Linked DNA regions of Ovis aries: region 2 is linked to region 1. Evidence: chromatin contacts called from public Hi-C data. All regions are on one chromosome and are shown on one strand. The core of a region is the stretch at or near the end of the contact, and the rest is flanking DNA. Distances in the headings are between cores, read along the strand shown. Region 1 overlaps LOC105612144 (a long non-coding RNA gene). Region 2 holds the start of GJA1 (gap junction protein alpha 1).

Region 1 (4,458 bases), core at 33-2,532:
TGCTTTTGGCATACAATAAAAGACAATTATCTCCTTTAGTAATATACAAACTAATTAGAAAAGAGTTAGGGCTTCATAAGTAAATGAGGCTGTGATGCCAGTTCCCATTAGAAGTGCTCTGAACATCATTCCCTAGTTCAAACAAAGCCAGGTTGCAGTGCCTTCCCGCTCAACACTGGTCGTAGATAAAAGACACCACCGACCTGCAATGAGAGGAAATAAGTCACCATTACTCCATCTAAAATTAAAGGATCTATTCTTGCTTTACAGTTTATCAGATGTTTGGTCCGGAAGCTGATTGTTTTAAAAAGTCTGTCTAAACATAGTATATTTCCTAAAGGCATGTTAGCAAACTAAACACTTGCTTCTAGTTACAACATCCTAAATTTTATTAACATAGCTAAGATAAATGAGTAAACAGATGTGATGCTAGTCAGTATGCGTCTTTCCCAGGAACGCAAAACCCATGCCAGAAAACAATTTATGCTTTTTACTGTAAATTGTTAATTATCCACTACAATAAAGATTGACCTAATACTAAATTCTTGGAAGTGAAAAGCAACCTTCCGTTTGTGAGTGTAAAGTTGTTAACTGTCTTTTATTCTAGTTCCTGATAAAATTATTTATATAGTTGTGAACAAGAATGAATGAATTGATCAAACAAATATCTATCAGAATCCTGCCCCCTATCAATTCTTACATATTCTTGTGGCTTGGTTTTCTGTGAAGAACAATCTTAGAGGTGGAAACTTGTGTAAGCCACAGTATTTATTTTTTCAAGATTGTTTTTATACTGTAAATTGAAAAAGAATCCACTTTTCCAAACTGAAGTTTTTGTTTTCGGAGATTACAACAGTTTTGCTCTAATTTTTTTTTAAAGTCCCCCATACCTTTTGCCTCTACCTGAATAAAAACTATTTGGCTGAAATTTATTTTCAACACATGCCTAAAACATCCCTTGAAGAAGCTCAGAATAACAAAGGAAATACTGAAGGGTTAATGACTCTGACTTCTACAATTATTTAGACCTATGGAGAAAATTAAAATGACCAATGTGTGTGGTAAAGGCTCTTAAAGTATTTTTAATGAAATAGAGATTAGTTGATCTAGCAGGTAAATACACCATTCTGGTGTCTGTTTGGGTAAAGTGGAGAATGCTTTTAACAACACAGGCCAGTAAAACAACATTTAGTAATTTTGGAGTTGTCTTAAGTAACTGGTTTTTGCAAAGCATCAGTTGTGCAATGCCACTGAGTCATTTAGGAAATTATGAGCCTGAATCCTGCAAGATGCCACCATATCCAATAAATACTGTGCTTTTCTTCTTCTTCTCTTTCAACACATCTGCATGTCTTCTTGGTCTGAAGGTCATCCAGCTGCCATATGAGTCACCATTGTTGATCCTTCCTATAACTGATTTTAGTTTTCCTCCTTTCACTTAATAATCTATGAAAAATTTTGGTTTTTTGTTTATTCTGGTTTACCGGATGATCTGATGAGACAATGATCATACAGCTTACAATTTTTGAGTGTTGCCTTTCATTCAATTAGCCTAACTGTTAAAAATAAGTGACATGTGGCTGTAAGAATCACTTTGTCAAAATACTATCATTTTCTTAGAAAGATATTAAATAGTTGATGGTTTGACTTTTGAAATGTCATTAATACTTGTCAAGAACCATGTAAATGGTATCATATACATTTTTAAATGTTTAAAATGGTTAGGACTAATGTTTTATTGTGAGGAAAAAACAATCCCAAAATTTTAGCAAAAAAGAGTAAAATATCTATAGAAATGTTAATGTATAATTTTTCATCTATTTTTTATTGAAGTAGAGTTGATTCACTAATACAATGCTGTGTTAGTTTTGTCAACATATGATTCTTAAACCACTTGGAAAATTCATGTGAGTAGTTTATGCCTGAAGTTTTGTTTTTTTTTTATTAACTGGATTTTAGGTTGAGCTATAACACTGAAAAATAAACTACTCAAGAAGATCAGTTTTGATATACTTTTTTTTGACTCATCAATAATAACATTGGTATTTTATAGTAGGCTCTAAGTCCTTCATTTAGACTTCAGAAATATTGCTAATAGGCAAAAGATTGATTCTTACACATGTCAGGAGGTCATCAATGCAGAAAACAAGTGTTAAATACCTGCTGTATGTTCTGTACTAATGCTTTGGAAATTAGGTACAAAGGAAGCAACAGACACTGCTCTATCTTGGAAGAATTTCTAAACATCTTGGCATAAAAGAATGAATGACTTTCATTACCTCGTCCTCCTCTGAACATTTCTTAAATGCAGCTCATATTTTCTTCTGTTTCACTCAGCATCTTCCATGGACATCAGTACCTTTTCCCAACAAGTCCAAGACCCAGGGCTCCAAAATACCACTCGTAAGGTAATGGGTTCAAAATCTTTATTTTCTAGTCACCAAACTTTGTTCAAGCCTTCAAGGTTGTATTTTCCTTTGTCTTCTGGATAAATCCATGTTTGTGTCCCTTGGGCTCTTGAAAAGCTGCAAGTTGATGCATCCTCTCTAACCACACCAACCTGTTTCTTCTACTCATTCTAAGTCTGTCAATGGCTCAGAAATCCAGGAAATCTGGAGTCCTTCTCACTCATATCACAGCACTAAGCTCTGTCTAGTCTCCCTCCAAATATCCCTCTATGGCAAGTTCCAGGGACCTATGGCAGATTTCACCAACTTTCATTTAAATTATGAGGGTAGCCTACCTGGTCTCCCTGCCTCTAGCATCTCCCTTCTTCCTCTTACCTAAACACATCATCTTAGTTATTTTCTTAAAATTCAGATATCACCACTCATGTAACTCCCATGATTAAAAGCCTCTGGGCTCCCATGTGTCTACATAACAAATTTCAAAATCTTGATCTTGTTATAAAGCCTCTACCTTGCTTAACAACAGGTTGTACTTCCAGCTACTTGCCTATTTCCACGTTCGCGTGCTAAGTCACTTCAGTAGTATCCAATTCTTTGCAACCCCATGGACTGTAGACCGCCAGGCTCCTCTGTCCTCTCTCCTGGATTCTCCAGGCAAGAAGACTGGAGTGGGTTGCCATGTCCTCCTCCAGGGATCTCCCAGACCCAGGGACTGAACCTGTGTCTCTTATGTCTCCTGCATTGGCAAGCAGGTTCTTTACCACTAGCGCCACCTGGGAAGCCCCCTTTTCCATAAGCAGTACCTGTTTCTGTTACAGGATTTCAGTTTTTAGAGCACACTGAAGTAATCTGTGGGGCTTTATAAAGTACAAATTGCAAGACTCCAGAACCAAAATCTTTTTAGTAGAGCTTGGGAATCATTCATTCTCACTATTAATCTGTCCTAGAATACTCTCCCAAGATTTAGCCCTCTCCCTTCTTGTCCTTTAGCAAATTTCCATTTATCCTTTAAGATCTTGGTCCAGTATTTTCTATCCAAGATCTTTCCTGCCCTCGCCACAAGAGAAGCCACTCCTTAGTCATTGCGCCCATGAGACTTTAAATATTGTTCAAATACATAGATTGATAAATTATTTGTGTTAAAACTATATCTCTTATGATTCCCAACAGTATTTATCATCATCTGCCATATTATGTATTTTATTTATTTATTTATGTTTCTACTCTCTAGTGTGTATGCTTCAATGGGTAAGGGTTTTTGTTTCCCCCAACTCTTTAATAAATAAAAAATATCAAAGGAAAACCTGTGAGAGAAAAACTTCTGTCACCACTGTTGAAGAAAGCTACTCAAGACCATGCAACAGAATGAAGAAATAACTACCATCTTCAAAACTGAGAGATGGCAACATTTTCAGAATATTTTGCATCAGACCATGAAGGATAGCATGAAATTAAAATATACTATCAATTTTGGTTTTGTTTCCATAAATGATATCTTCATAATATTCAGTTACGTAAGTTTGCTTTTTTCTGCTATTACAGACTTTGCCCTGAACTGCTGAGCAAAAAATTCTAGGCTCTAACTCTGGATCTGTCTGCAGAATACTGAGCAACCTCCTTTCACCATTGTTCTGGGTCTTGTTTTCGTCTTCTTTAAAATAAAGGAGCTAAATTCAAATGAGTAGTTTATAAGCAGTTGGTAGTAGAATTCTTTTTACTACCTGGGTAAATGGGAAATAACATATAGATGGGGTGAGAAGTCTCACTCCATCTTGACCCTCAGCAGTCCATTCACCCCTCTGATGACCCTAAGGCTCCCAGTTCTATGTATATCTTTTTCAAAATGTTCGAGGTATAAATATGAAAAGTATTTATGAAACAAGTAAATGAATATATATTATATGATCTGCCATGTTCACAGATATAATAAAATTAACTGAAGGAAGAAACATGAACTAAAAATGACCATTTACCTCTTGTCTTCTGTTTTTCAATTACACCAGGAAGTCAGACCAGTGTTCTTATAATCTTCTACGGTATTAATTCCCCT
Region 2 (5,110 bases), core at 479-2,978, 190 kb after region 1:
GTGGTGTTGGAGGGGAAATTAGATTGATACAGTTAATTCAATTAATCATTCGCTCCTCTTTTTACTATTTGGCACACAGTCCATAGCCCCCCCCCGCCCCCGCCCACCCCCAGTCCCCAGCACTCTGCCGCTCTCCCCCTCCCTCTTCCTTCCCAGTGGCGGAACTCGGACCTGCGCCGGGTTAGACTAGAGAGGATCGGAAGGACTCCTCTGAGCAAACCTTTGCAAATCGCCAGGGCTCAGACAGCTCAGGAGCCCCGGGCGAGCCGGGCGGATGCTAAGATGGCAGGAGGCACCCTACGCCCGCCGGGCCCCAGGCCCCCGTCCTCCTTCCGCAAAGCTTTTATTTTTCTTTGCTTTTCAACCTTCTCTGGTGCAAATACTTCAAACTGCAGGGTCACACCAAAAATTTAAACTAAACAGTCTATGGAGTTAGATCAGACAAAACCCCTACCGGACACGAAAACACAAGGTTGTATTTCTAGCTAACAGAATGTGTGTTACCCATAAAAGCATGAGAAATTGAACCCTTTTAAATAACAAGTCCGCGTTATCTTTGCCTGCTGGCAGCACTCAGCGACTCAAAAAAGTTGCCCCAGAGGTCTGAAGTTTGTTACAGGATCGGACAAGCGGAAGGTGGGGTGGCGTGGGGTGGGGGGAGCTCCCTCTAAGGGGCTGTTTTAAGAAATTTCGATTCCTATTCTTTCTAGGAGCCCCTGCCTTAGGAGACCTTTTGGAAAAGCACCCAGGCATACACTCTTTCCTAAACTTCTGTTCGCCCTCTGTTCATGCTTTGTAAGTAACCATCACCCATTCAAGGGATTTCACCTCCTGAATTGCCAGCGTGGTCGAGTCAATGGTGGCTCTCTTGCGAGTCTCAAGATTTTTCCATAGTGCTGCTAACATAAAGTAACCCTTTACTGTGGCTTTAAGAACCTCAATATCACAACTCTGATTTTTATACCTTTTGTTTACCGGGTAAAATTCTAGGAAGGAACCACGTGGAAGTCAAGTAACCGCAAGATCTTAACAAAGCACTTTGTTAAGAAGTTTGCTTTGCAAGGCTATAGAACATCAATCAAGATTTCCATATGAAAAAGCACAAAGCGTAGAATTCTATAGCAAGCACGCTAAGCAAATTTGCACTTTGATTTTTGTATTGTTGTCAGTCAAACCCCCAACCTAGGCCCCTAACCTCGCCCTCCCCCCGCCAAAAGTTACAAAGCACCTAGACAGTTACTGATCACCCCCCAAAAGCAAAATTATAGTCTAAAATGGAAAACGAAATATCCAGTAAATTAGTTCTCTATCCTCATCAGAAAGATCTGAATCTTATTTACCTGTTGCATTATTAAAAGAAAAACTTTTCAGCAGTCAAAGAGTAAATACCGTAAGTTTAATTTTAACTTTAAAACTACACTTTCAAGTTCATCATTCCCTTTATTGTGTCATATGAAAGCTACATTTAACACATTTAAAAACTTTAGAAAAGTTTGCTAGAAAAAGACACGGTTAGGTAAAGTTCTTTTAAAAACTTACTCTTTCTCTTAAAAGAAGTGAAGTAGGCAAGCCAAGTGATTGAACTCCTCAGAGGATGAAGTAAGATGAAAAAGCAAGCCCAGGCACTCAGACCTGTCTATTTAAAGTTTAAAAGTCTGCTGCTGTTTGGTACTTTCCTCACTCCTTCCCCCTAATGAAAGAAAAGTGCTGATACCTCGTAAAAGCTTTTTTCTTACTTGGAGCACAGAGCTTTTAAAAGTTTCAAGCCACTGACTCAACAGGGAGGGAGGGGCTAGAAGAAAGGGGAGGAGAAGAGGAAAGGCGGGCAGGGGGGTGGAGAGCGGGCCGGAGAACGTGGACGGGTGGGGGAAAGAAGGAGTAGCCAGGTCCAGACAAAGTTGTGCTGCAAATGTGCTGACGAGACGAAGTAGCAGTGGAGACGTGAGTGCCACTGCTTAAGTCACTGCTAACAAATACAATTATGGGTTTCAGTTAGTGCTTTTCTCACCAAAAGTTCGGGGATTAAAACAAAAAGTAGTGTGTTTTAGAATAATACAACCTTTTCTAAAAGTTTACTTACTGTAATATATGTGTGCTGTAGTAAGTTAAAGTGGTGGAAAAGAATATAGCCAGGGCAGACTTTGTTTCCTACTGGACTAAGGTGTGTGAGGTTGAAGGTGGGTGGGTGTGAGTGAGTTCTTTCACGAGCGAATTCCTTTCTTCTTAGTTTAAGTAGGGACAATGAACAAAGGAAATGGAGATGGGAGAGAAATTTCAAAAAGGAACAATTCATGCTGATATACCCATCCCAAATCCGCCCCCCCCAACCTCTTGACAGCTTTGAATTTTATTCTTTACTGCAACTTATTTTTTTATAAAATGATAGATATAACTACTTTATATGTAGTACATTTTGACTATGAAGATCTAGATATCTGACCTCTACCAGATCTCCAGGGAACTGAAAATTTATACCATTTCAGCCCCATTCGTGCCAACTCACAAAAAATGAAATCTCTTTTGTAGTGAAATGGCAGGCTATTTTTTGTGAAATACACACATTAAGTTGACATTGAGTGGGTCCCGAAACTGTCAACTTTTCTTGAGACCATCTGCCTTTTTAAAGCCCACTGGATAGTTTTCTGCCTGATGCCAGCAGAGCTCCACATACAGTTCTTATGTGCTTTCCCACCACTTCCAGGGTCCTCTCTCTTCAGCCCTCTGGCTTAGGATTTATAATAGCCTGAGTCATGTGGCCTCAATCTTAGAGTGGGCAGATTCTTTGAGGACTCTCCAGGTGCCGTGCTAGAGGGCTGTGGTAGGACACTTCCCATAAACTGGCTTCAGTGCTGCTCCTGAGGCTGGGCAGGGAATTCTCTGGAAATGATTGGCCATTGTTCTCTGGAAACAAGGCAAACTGATCCAGCTTTAATACTCTTTACTCTTTTGTCACTAGTACGAATATCAGAATAAAAGATGATAGCAAGTGTTTTCTGATAGATACCCTCCCCTAAATTTCATTTCCTTAAAATAAAACACCTTAATAGGTGTTACTAAAACACCTTCTGAAATGTTGTAGCATTAAGACACGGTTTTGCTCTCTTATTTGCTGACTATGCTATTTCTAAGGGTACATTTTTCTTTATGTTAAATAAAGGGAACAAAGAAGTAGAAACAATAATCTGATTTTCAAGTCTTCAAGATCAGTCATCCATGACTATTGCTTCAGTCTTATATTTGTATTGTCCTTTCTTTCAAATGAGTCTGTTTTGTCCTAACTAAATATTACTTTCCTTGATTCAGAACACATTCATGAAAATATGATTTACTCTTTTTATTTTAAGAAAATATGCTTTCCCTCCCTCTTAAAAAAGAAGAAATCTGTGCTTCTTTTAATTTATGTAACTATTTGGCTTATTTTTGTAAAAGGATTTATCAAGTATACTTATTACTGAAATCATCCACTTTATGTTTTAAAATTTCTTAAAATGCTAATTCAGAATTAGTTACATCAAAGAAAAATTGCAATTGGCTCTTTTTTTAATGAAAAATTGTGTTTATTTCTGATTCTGTTTTGTTAGATGTATAAAAAAAGGATATTGTGTTTTGGTTCTAAGTGTTTTGGTTCCTTTTCTTTTCAGTCTGTTGCTTATGTGACCAACTGCAAAGAGAAAGAACCTCTTTATACCAAATTAAGTTACTCATGAGAATCACTTGAACCATTTTCTAAGCCCAAGAGATTAGTTATAGCATTAGCCAGTAATTAAATAAGTTCTCTTAACATATGGACTGTATTATATCTTTATTTCTAGAGTGATTTCCACAAAAATAATTCATAAAAGAGATGAAGACATCCTATGTGATCCTCTTTTCTTTAGAAATAATACCACCAAGATTTGATTCTATGAGTAATAGTGCTCAGAAAAAGCTAGGCCACTGACCCTTGACCACAGTTATCTTTCATGGACACCTGGAAGCTTCTCCAAATGTCTAGTAGCAATTCCTATTATATTTCATACTGTAGCAGTGCTGGTGAGTTATATTTTGACCAATAATATATTTTCTATAAAATATCCCATTTATCTGACCTTAGAAGTTTATCTCCATTGGCATCTTTTGCAAAAATTGTGGATAGATTCTTTTAAACATGTTTTCCTCAGATTCTCAAAAATACCGTTTCATTAATATAAACACTGACTTTATAGGACCATATATTCTCTGATTTTCAGGCCTTGTCAATGCATAAGAAATGGATGTGGCCCGATTTGCTAGGCTTTACTGCCCTATGAAGGATGAGAGGCAGGCATTGAGAATTCTGTCATCTGCAGAGTTCTTTAGGCGCCACGATGAGCCAGGCTTTGGACTCTGTTTTATCCATGTTTCACAGTGATGAGTATGCTATTTTTTAGAATCATGAGAAGTATTTCTTAATGTGAAAACCAACTGCATTTTTAAAATTTTTACCTTTGTTTTCGAAATAGCAATTTTTGAAATTTTAAGAGATGAACAGATTAATTTTTAAGGCTTTTAAGTGCTTATCTCACACCAACTCTAGCACTTCAATGAGTAGCATGAACATTAAAAAACAATTGATTGTCATAGATTGAAGACTAGTAAGGAGAATATTGTAATGGTACAGGAGTGAGTTATAAGAACCCGAGGAACCTGAATTAGGAGACTAGGAGTAAAAAAGGACCAGAAGGTACTCTTCCTTTCTAGCCCTAGAACTTGATGACATTGAATGGGGAGGACGAGGGAGAGGAATGTGAAAGCTGATTTTGGAGTTCTGATGGGGAAAATATTACTAACACAAAAAAAGTAAGTTGGTAGGAAGAACTGATTTGCTGAAAGGGATTTAATGATTTCAGTTTGGAAAATTTAGTTTGAAGAACTGAAACCTCTTGGTGAAGATACCTGACTGGCAGTTTAAAACATGGATTGTGAAGTTCAGGTTAAAATTGTTGTAAGATTTGGGATTATATTCATAGAATTGATATTTGAAACCACAGGTACAGGTAATATAACTAAGAGATAGGGTATAGGCAGTGGACCAAAAAGAGCATGCACACAGACTCAGTGGATTTCCTCATTTAGTATAGGCAAAGAAAAA

Evidence for each region. Hi-C and Micro-C count contacts between places; a contact is called where the count stands out from the background.
Region 2: a Hi-C map of tail adipose tissue shows a contact between it and region 1, with 3 times the contacts expected there. The contact joins the promoter of GJA1 here to the enhancer-like site in region 1. A contact is called at or near these places in 2 of 16 Hi-C or Micro-C datasets (omental adipose tissue and tail adipose tissue).

What each region holds. Positions count from the first base shown.
Region 1 is chr8:16,841,154-16,845,611 of ARS-UI_Ramb_v3.0, forward strand. LOC105612144 (a long non-coding RNA gene) reads right to left here. Exons shown (of 4, transcript XR_003590207.3): 4 at 1-203. Among named protein-coding and RNA genes, the nearest start is that of GJA1, 190 kb to the right of the region's middle. Within about 2 kb of position 1,283, at least 2 of the 54 cell types and tissues checked have an H3K27ac peak or open chromatin away from gene starts, as enhancers often do. A contact at or near this core is called in tail adipose tissue, where this site is marked.
Region 2 is chr8:17,032,641-17,037,750 of ARS-UI_Ramb_v3.0, forward strand. GJA1 (gap junction protein alpha 1) reads right to left here and starts at 1,729. Exons shown (of 2, transcript XM_004011159.5): 1 at 1,540-1,729.